Linked DNA regions of Mus musculus: region 1 is linked to region 2. Evidence: chromatin contacts called from public promoter capture Hi-C data. All regions are on one chromosome and are shown on one strand. The core of a region is the stretch at or near the end of the contact, and the rest is flanking DNA. Distances in the headings are between cores, read along the strand shown. Region 1 holds the start of Adamts4 (a disintegrin-like and metallopeptidase (reprolysin type) with thrombospondin type 1 motif, 4). Region 2 holds the start of Olfml2b (olfactomedin-like 2B).

Evidence for each region. Promoter capture Hi-C pulls out the DNA fragments that hold promoters and counts their contacts.
Region 1: a promoter capture Hi-C map of the 3T3-L1 cell line shows a contact between it and region 2, with 3 times the contacts expected there. The contact joins the promoter of Adamts4 here to the promoter of Olfml2b in region 2.

The regions. Positions count from the first base shown.
Region 1 is chr1:171,247,632-171,252,108 of GRCm38.p6, forward strand. It overlaps Adamts4 (a disintegrin-like and metallopeptidase (reprolysin type) with thrombospondin type 1 motif, 4), which reads left to right and starts at 2,498. Exons shown (of 9, transcript NM_172845.3): 1 at 2,498-3,838. The coding sequence starts at 3,218. It also overlaps a transcript of Ndufs2 not described here.
Region 2 is chr1:170,642,379-170,647,158 of GRCm38.p6, forward strand. It overlaps Olfml2b (olfactomedin-like 2B), which reads left to right and starts at 2,154. Exons shown (of 8, transcript NM_177068.4): 1 at 2,154-2,717. The coding sequence starts at 2,544.

The DNA.
Region 1 (4,477 bases), core at 1,248-3,747, 610 kb after region 2:
CAAACGGGAATTCACAGCCAAGGCCACGAGCGGTGGTGGAGCAAGGGGGCACTTGGTGCAAAGATAAGGAAGCAGCAATTTACAAATGGGAGGGGAAATGCTCTGACAGTGACTCTTCAATCCCTGCGATGCCCAAGTCACAGACTCAGGGAGCACCCTTAGCAATACCTAGTAACCCGCCTCCATCCTGGACGGTCTTACGTGCCACAGTCTTCCTCAGACGTATCTAATAACATAGACATGTAATAATTCCAGGACTCTGAGCCTAATTTTGTATGGACAAAGAGTTTTCCTGCCCTGGAGACTGATTTTTGTCTTTTTGTCTCCAAGCCCGGCTCCAGCTGGGCCACCCACTCTTTGAGGTTCTCCAATTTTCTCATTGGAAAGAGACCTCCTCCACATCTCCCCCAGACAGGGTCCCTGGGACATAGGCCACCAGCGGTGCAGCTGGGTGGAGCAGACAGACCAGGGGAGTGGCACCGAGCATTCTTTGTTGCAGAGGAAGAGGAGAAAGCCAGATTTCTAGGCTAAAAATTGACCTAATGGGAAGCATACCAAAGGGTGGGGCCAGAGATCCGTTGGCTGTGGGAACTGACCAAGACCTGGTGTAGACAAGGTGGTCCCCAGAAAGTCAAGGCAGAGGCTTGGTCCCCTTACCCTCTACAGCCACCTCTCCTTTTCTGGGCCTTTCTTCCTGAGATATAGTTTAAACACAAAATGTGGTGATGATGGGAGGGGGGGTTCCTCATTTTTGTGTTAATCCATCCTATGTGAAGTCAAGACAGACTCTAGCTTGCTTAGCCCTGGGGGTAGTTCAAGCAGGAACTGGGATGAGAACTCTTGGGGGGCTACCTAGGACACTGCATCTTTTGTGCCTTCTCCTTCTGCCAGCACCCCCCTCCCCACGTGCTGTAGCTGCCACTCTGTGGCCCTTTGTCTTTCACTGCTTAGTCACACTCTTTGTTCTCAGCTCAGATGGGGGGATGGAAAGGGGTAATAAGAGTATCCTGGTGACAGCTCCTCTTGCCCCTGTCCCTTCTGGTCCCTCATCCCTTGTGTGATTGACTCCTCCTGCCTCAGCCCCTCTGCTCAGGACCAGGGAGGGTCAGGGCATGTGATGGGTCAAGAGGTGAGACTGGAAATCACCAGAGGGTGGGTAGTTCAGGAAGTGATAGGCACCAGGACAGGTATTAGTGACGGGAGCAGGAAGGGAGGGGGAAGAGGAAGCATTCTGAGGAATATGATGTGGGGGACAGGAGCTGACCAGGCAGAGAATGAATAAGGGGACAGGGGCAGGGGAGGTGGGGCTTCTCTGGGAAAGGGAAGGGACTGCTGAGTGTACTCTCCTTCCTGGGGATTTCCTGGGGAAACAAGTGGCCATAGGGTGGAGTGAGCAGAAATTGCCCCGCTCCTGAATGCTTCATTTCCTTGCCTTGAGAGAGTGTGCTTTGGTTTCTTAGTCCCCCCCAGTTCTGGAAGCAGAAGAGTCATTAGTTCCCTCCTCTAACACCCACACACATACACATACTGGTCACTATCCCCATCCCAGGTTCTCTCTCTCTCTCTCTCTCTCTCTCACTCTCTCTCTCTCTCTCTGAGATGTGTGTGTGTGTGTGTGTGTGTGTGTGTGTCTCCTCCCCTCCCCCCATGGGAAATGAGGAGTCAAAGATTACTAGATATTCCAGGAACTATTGGATTTGAAAGGTGGGGTCAAGGAAGTAGCAGAGATGACTTCTGGGTGAGAGAGAGAGAGAGAGAGAGAGAGAGAGAGAGAGAGAGAGCGCAGGTCTTGTCTAGGTGAGGGTCTGGCTGACTTGAGGTAGTGGGGGTGTGCTGGGGTAGCTGGGTGTGGGTAGGAACGGGGCCAAGAGCCTGGGGGAATCTCCTGGGAGCTGAGCCAGGGAAATGGGCACTCAGGAAGTTGGGGAGGAGGAGGCCTAGGGTGGAATGGCTGTTCTATGCTTTAGACGCTGGGGTAACTCGGGGGGGGGGGGGGGGCTTCAGAGAGGGAGGGAGGGAGAGAAGGAGAATGAATGAGAACAGACCTACTCTGGATGTTCCTCCTATAAAAAGACAAGTAGTTAGCTCCTCCTTTTCTGTCTGTTTCTTTCTTGTTTCCATTCTAACAAAGTTCTAACAGCTGTCTCCTTGCCTTCCTGTGTGTACCACCTCTTCTTCTCAGTGCCTTGGTCCCATCCTCTCTTCTTTCTCTCCTAATGTTTTCTTACCTGTTCACCACTTCCTTTTAAACCCAGACAGCTTGGCTCTAACAGATTAGCCTCTGGGGTAAAGGGTAGCATAAATGACTTCCTCAAGGAAGTGAGGAAGCATAGGCTAGACCAGGCTGGATAGGAAGGACCTGAATTCTCCCAGGACAGAGTCTCATCTGTGACTGCTGTCCAGACCCTTTCCCCCAGTCCTGACCTCCCCTGGGGCTCTGTCCCACAAAAAAAAAAAAAAAAAAAAAAAAAAAAAAAAAAAAAGACCGGGAAAGAGACAGCTGAGGGCTGATGGTGGGATTTGGGAAAAAAGATGTGTCATCAGCTGGCTCAGTGCCTTAAATGCATCTGCTTGCTAGAGATTCCCTTCCCCTGGGCAAGTCCCTTCCCTCCCCCCCCCCTTCTTTTTTAAGGAAAAAAGAAAACCACTAAGGTCTTTGGGAAGCAATGATACATCCTCCATCCTTCAGAGTCCCAGTGACCAAGCTTCTGGCTGAGTGGCTTACAGATCTGCCACTCACACACAGAGGGCGGTTCTGGATGCTTAAAAGAGCTGGAGGGGAGAGAGGCTGGGGAGAACCCGGGGAAGACCCACAGATACACAGAAACGAGAGAGACAGAAGAGGAGAGAGACAGAGACAAAGAGACAGCAGCAGGAGGAGGAGGAGGAGGAGGCAAAGACAGGGCGAGCACTGAGGCAAAGCCAGACAGCTGAGCAGAGGGAGAAGCCAAGGAGTCACAGACAAAGACCTGGGACAGAAAGGCAAAGGAGGAAGTTTTGGAGCAGAAAGAACCCGTGGGCACTTTTCCTGAGCCCAGGGGCTGTTTTCTTTTTCATCTTCTCTGAAAGTCCCTAGCCCATTTAAAAACTTTGCCTCAGATTTTGGCACAAGCCCCAAAGCCCTTCTGGCTTTAACGAGGAGCCTTCCACAGTTAGGGTGTGGAGCATTTTGGTGCCGCAGATGGCCTCAATCCATCCCAGCTGCAGCCCGGGTACCATGTCCCAGATGGGCTTGCATCCCAGGAGGGGCTTGACTGGGCACTGGCTGCAAAGATTCCAACCCTGCTTGCCGCTTCACACTGTGCAGTGGCGGAGGCTGCTGCTGCTGGCCTTCCTCCTGTCCTTAGCGTGGCCCGCCAGCCCCCTCCCCCGGGAGGAGGAGATCGTGTTTCCAGAGAAGCTCAATGGCAGTAGCATCCTACCTGGATCAGGCGTTCCTGCCAGGCTGCTGTACCGATTGCCAGCCTTTGGGGAGATGTTGCTACTAGAACTAGAACAGGACCCTGGGGTGCAGGTAGAGGGTTTGACTGTACAGTACCTGGGCCAGGCACCTGAGATGCTGGGTGGGGCAGAGCCAGGTACCTACCTGACTGGCACCATCAATGGAGATCCGGAGTCGGTGGCATCTCTGCACTGGGACGGGGGAGCCCTATTAGGGGTACTGCAGTACCGTGGGGCCGAACTCCACCTCCAGCCTCTGGAAGGAGGCGCCCTTAACTCTGCTGGGGGACCGGGGGCTCACATCCTACGCCGGAAGAGTCCTGCCAGCAGCCAAGGTCCCATGTGCACCGTCAAGGCTCCTTCTGGGAGCCCGAGTCCCATTTCCCGCAGAACCAAGGTAGGCAACTCTGGAGATCATGCCCCGTGCCCGTATCATTCCTCCCGCCATGTCTGCCCTACTGACCCCTATTCACCCTCTCTCCTCCCACTTCCACTTGCAGCTTTCCAACTTCTCTCCTTCTCTCTGCCTTTCCCATCTCCACTACCCTTTCTTTGAAAAATCCTGGCTACTCCCTGCTTCGGTCCTTTGCTTTGCTCTGAGGATTCCCTGAGGTAGGTCAGATTCTCTGGGCCGGAATGACCTCTCCCCCTCTCTCCCCCGCCCCTTCCTGGCCCTGGAGTCTCCTGCTGACACAGTTCCCAGCAGTAAAGCTCTCCCAACAGCCTGTTGGCCTAGGCTCTTTTCTCTGCCCCAGTGATTTTTTACCCCCACCCCCAGCTACAGGAGTAAAATTTGAGGCCCGGGGGATTGAGTTTTTGGCTTCTGATGTTCCGTTTAAAATTGTTCTGGTAAACTGCAAACTAGGGCAGGAGGAGGCTGGCATCCCATACCTCTGGGTCAATCTTCTTCCCACACTGTGGGCTGACTGCAGGGCTGCCTGAGGCACTATCCTCCCTCCCTCCCACTCCTGGTCTCCCCCCTTCTTCTCCCCCCACCCTTCCTCTAGCTTTAATCCAGACCAGACACTCCTTCCAC
Region 2 (4,780 bases), core at 904-3,403:
TAGCTGCCTAACCATCACTTTTGGCTTAGACAGCCCTCAGCATTTTTTAAAAAAGATTTATTTATTTATTGTATGTGAGTACATTGTTGCTGTCTTCAGACACAACAGCAGAGGGCATTGGATCTCATACAGATGGTCGTGAGCCACCATGTGGTTGCTGAGAATTGAGCTCAGGACCTCTGGAAGAGCAGTCAGTGCTCTTAATTGCTGAGGCATCTCTCCAGCCCCTCAACATTTTTGTAAACTACATATATAGTATTACTACATATATAGTATTACTACATATATAGTATTACTACATATATAGTATTACTACATATATAGTATTACTACATATATAGTATTACTACATATATAGTATTACTACATATATAGTATTACTACATATATAGTATTACTACATATATAGTATTACTACATATATAGTATTACTACATATATAGTATTAACCACCACCTCCCCACTTAGTTTCATACAAGATTTGATAGTGTTCGTAGAAAGGTATATGTGTAGCATTCCTGCATCTAGAGACTTGGATTTCTCTCCACAAACTTTTCTCTTTTTAAGAAAATAGTAATTATTGTTATTATTAGGTTCAAGGGAGTGGCTCGGTGTCAGAAAGCTTGTCTAGGATCCTGGAGTCTCTGAGTTGTATCCCTATCAAGAAATGATAATATTAGTAATACTAAATGGTAACATTACACTTCTATCAACTATCATATCTAAGCTGGAGTCTGCTTTTGCTTGATTTATTACTTTCATTATCCCAACCTCTTTGCTTAGCATTAGGAACAAAGTATTCAGATTTCTCTAGGGGGTAGAATATCTTTTAGGTCTTTGCATTTGAAGGGATTGATATGCATCCAGCACAAGACATCCCAAGACCAAGTTCTCAGCCCAAAGGAGATTTATTTGCCCCCAAGGAACAAAGGGCAGGGAATACAAGTCAGGTGATAGAGAATGAAGGAGAAGGGGAAAGGAACACTGCCTCTGGATAGAGAGGAGGCAGATGTGGCACATAGGCAAATGACAGTTTATAAAGGTAAAGGGGAAGTCCCCTGTTTAGATGAGGGGTTTATTTTTGATTGTACAGATTAATTAGGGCAGCCAAAGGGAGGGGCCCTTAATAGCCTCAGGGGGCAGGAGTCGGCCAAAAGGGGGACTAGATCTTGGTGGCTGGCTTTAGGAATGTAATGGAACGGTTTTTAACAAGGAAGATGGGCTAGGAGAAGGCAAGGCCTGCCAGAGCCATGCCTGCCATGCTCAGCTCTGCTAGAGCCCCTCAGAATCGACCTGACTCTGCTGAGTATTTCAGAGTGGCAATTGTCCCAGAAGACTTAATGCTCTTTCCAAAAGTGACACATTGTTAATCTTCATAGTAGGCATATTCAGGGTCACTAATTAAAGAGCCCAAAAGAGGACCGCACCATTACATGTATATACCCTTTAGAGATTATCTGGCCAGATAGAGAGGCCTGTCCATTTGTCCCAAACCACGGAGACTGCAAGAGACATTCCCTGTGGTAGGCGTTTGATTCTGGGAAGTCACTAGGACAAACAGAACAGCAGAGACAGCAGAGACCTGTAGCCACTCTCCATATTTTAAAAATGTATCCAACTCCCTCCACATTCTGTCAGAGGTTCAAGATGCATCCTCTGGGTGGGGGTATTATCAGGTTCTAGGGTTGTAGCAGACATGAAGATTACAATTGTTCGTAAGTTCAAAGCTTCCCGTACTCCAGATGGAGTCAAGTTCCGGAAAACAAAACAAAACAAAACAAAAACCAACAACAATAAAACACTTCAAGAGAAGAGGTCGTGTTTCTCCGCTGTCCCGGTTGCAGTCCAGGGAGCAAGTCAGGGCTCCCCCGGAGCTCGGGCGTGAAGAAAACTCGAGAAAAGGCACACGGAGTCCCTCTCGGATGACCATTTACAATCAGATGCAAGGCCAGCAGCGCCCTTCCCACGCCAGCCGGCGCCCGCTTAAGCGCAGTGGCTGAACCCTAGAGGAGGCGGGGTCCCCGGGCGCAGCGCCCAAGTCTGTGCGCTTCCCGGTCCTCCTCCTCCGGGCCGTCACTGGCTGCATCTTTCTGCCCGGCACAATAGAGGCTCCGCCCTCCCTCCGCGCCAGCCCCGCGGCGCCCTGGGCCAGCAGCCCTCCCTTGCCTCCTGCGCTGTGGCCACTGTCCATCTTGCGCCCAGTCTCCGGGTGTCCCGAGTTTCCCGGCGCTAGCCTTCCACCTGAGCTCACGCTGCTGCGGCTTGCCCTCGTCGAGCCGGCGCCCTCCTCTGCTCCCTCAGTCACCTCTTTCTTGTGTCCTCTCTGCACAGTCTAAGCTGCTGGGGTCTGGGAGGAGATGTTCAGGGTCTCTGGGGAGCACAGTCCTGCTCCACTCAGCCACACCCAGCTTTAGACGTTAGACGGTTCTCTGAACATCTACTCTTCCGGACTCCAGTGAAGCCGCCTTCCAGCCTGTCTTTGCTGAGACCTCCGACCCAAGGTGGTCTCTGTAGGGACTAAAGTCCCTACTGTCGCATCTCTCATGGCCTATCCCCTGCCATTGGTTCTCTGCTTTGCTCTGGTGGTGGCACAGGTCTGGGGGTCCACTACACCTCCCACAGGGACAAGCGAGCCCCCTGATGTGCAAACAGTGGAGCCCACGGAAGATGACATTCTGCAAAACGAGGCGGACAACCAGGAGAACGTTTTATCTCAGGTAGGATGAGGAATCGCGTGCCCACCCCTCTTGCCTTGGGGGACCTCAAGGACCTGAGGCTGGTCCTGGATGAAAGATTTATGAGCAGCTGTTTTTCTCTGTATTTTTAGTGAAGTGGATGTTCACTTTTAGTTTATCACACTATATTGCTCGTTTGGTGTTGGACAGGCTTTCTCGTAGACCAGGCTGGCTTCCAGCTCACTTTATAGCTGAGGCTAGTCTTGAACTTCTGGTCCCTCTTACCTGCACTAAGAGTGGAGATTCTACAGCCCTGACTTTAGTTTTGTTGGGTTGTGTTAAAGTACTGTGTTAAAAAGTAAGGGCATGGGTCACAACTGTGGAGTGTTTCAGGCTTACCAAGTCAGGAGAAAGGAGAGGAAAGGAAAATACCACTGAGAAGAAAGGGGTGTGTGTGTGTGTGTGTGTGTGTGTGTGTGTGTGTGTGTGTGTGTGTGTGTGTGTGTGTGATGTAATGGTTGTGAAAAGTCCCTCTTGCCTATGAGACTGCCTGTCAGAATTGGAATGTGTAAACAGGAGGACAAGTTGGAAAGGAGGCAGATGGGATAGGTATAAGCCATGGGAGGTGGTTTATGGCTTCAGAGGAGACACTCGGACAGAAGCACTTGGTGAAGACAGAGTGTGTGATGTGCTACATGTGTGATGCTTATGAGGGGGACTCCAAAACAGAGGGATTTATGTTAAGACCTGGTGTACCTGGAGTGGAGTGTCAGTGCCGAGCCACACAGTTGTGGCTGATTCCCAGAGGGGGCCAAGCGACCCAGGATGGTGATTCGTGCTGTAGTGTGTCCGTTTATGAACTAACTCAGTCCTCAGAACACCCTGATTACCAGCCCTCTCAGAGATGAAGAGCAGAAGCTAAAAGGGAAAGAGGGAGAGCCTGGCTTCCAGCATGCTCCAGCCTGCTTCTCAGGACTGTAAGGGACGCTTCTCACACTTATGTGGCACTCCTGCTTTCCAAAGCTGGCATGCTGGTGTACAGTGGGCGTCTCCTTGGTCCTTGGGATGGATACTGTCCGAGGAAGGATGCTGAGTGCGTTGCCTGTACCTCCTCCAGGCCCTCAGTCTGGGTCTTCTCTCTCCGTAGAGAGAGCTGTCAGCCCTACTTTGGGGTTGATCAAACGCTGGTTTCTTCTTTTAATAATTATGCTAACATATGCCCTATGCCCACCCATAACCTCATACTGACCCTTAAATCGAAAAGACTTCAAATCCCTCCCACTGGGACTCTGGAAAACCATAAACAAAAGCTTGCCTGAAACCGGAGCCCCCTGAAGGGAAGGAACCCACCCATCCAGGGTTCTCTAAGGAGGACTGCGTAGGAATCTAGGCAGTTTCAGAAAGGAGACGGGAACGATTTACTATCAACGTGGGGAGACTGGCTGCTTACGTCACCCCAAGCTACCTACACCTCCTGCTTCCACTGGTGGAGTCTATATTTCACAACAATCCTAAAGCAAACATTAGCTTTAGCAGAAACCCAACCGTCTCAAGGAAAACATTACATGCCTTCTTCCCGCAGACAGCAAGGAACATTTGCAGGCTCCGAGCCTACCCACCCGCTGCCATCATTAGTCAACCAAGGAACCCCTCTGCCTGGTTAGGATGGGAGCCTTAGCTTTGGGGATGAGTTGATGGGGCTTACAGGGTGAGAGGACTTTCCTCCAGGGTAGGAACAGCAGAGAGCCCGAATAGGGAGCCTGGGAGGAGCGTGTACCCAGAAGGAAATGTTTAACATTGTAGAAGCAGCAAGCACAGCTAGTTTTGTTCTGGTTTTGGCCTGGGGTTTTGGTTCAGGAGCCAAAGGAACTCTTAGACTATGTAAACGTTACCGACTCCTGGACCTGTTTTCTTTCTGCCTCTACCAGCTCTTTCTGTCAATCTAATCCATCCTTGAAGGTTCCATCCTTGAAGGTTCACATCAAATACCACCTCCTCCAAGAGGTCTTCCCTAGATCCCAGGTAGAGCCTCATCTCCTAGCACAAGTGTTATCTCAGCTCTTCAGGGGCTTGAAGCATTGTCTAGTCTGGGTGGCTTATTTACA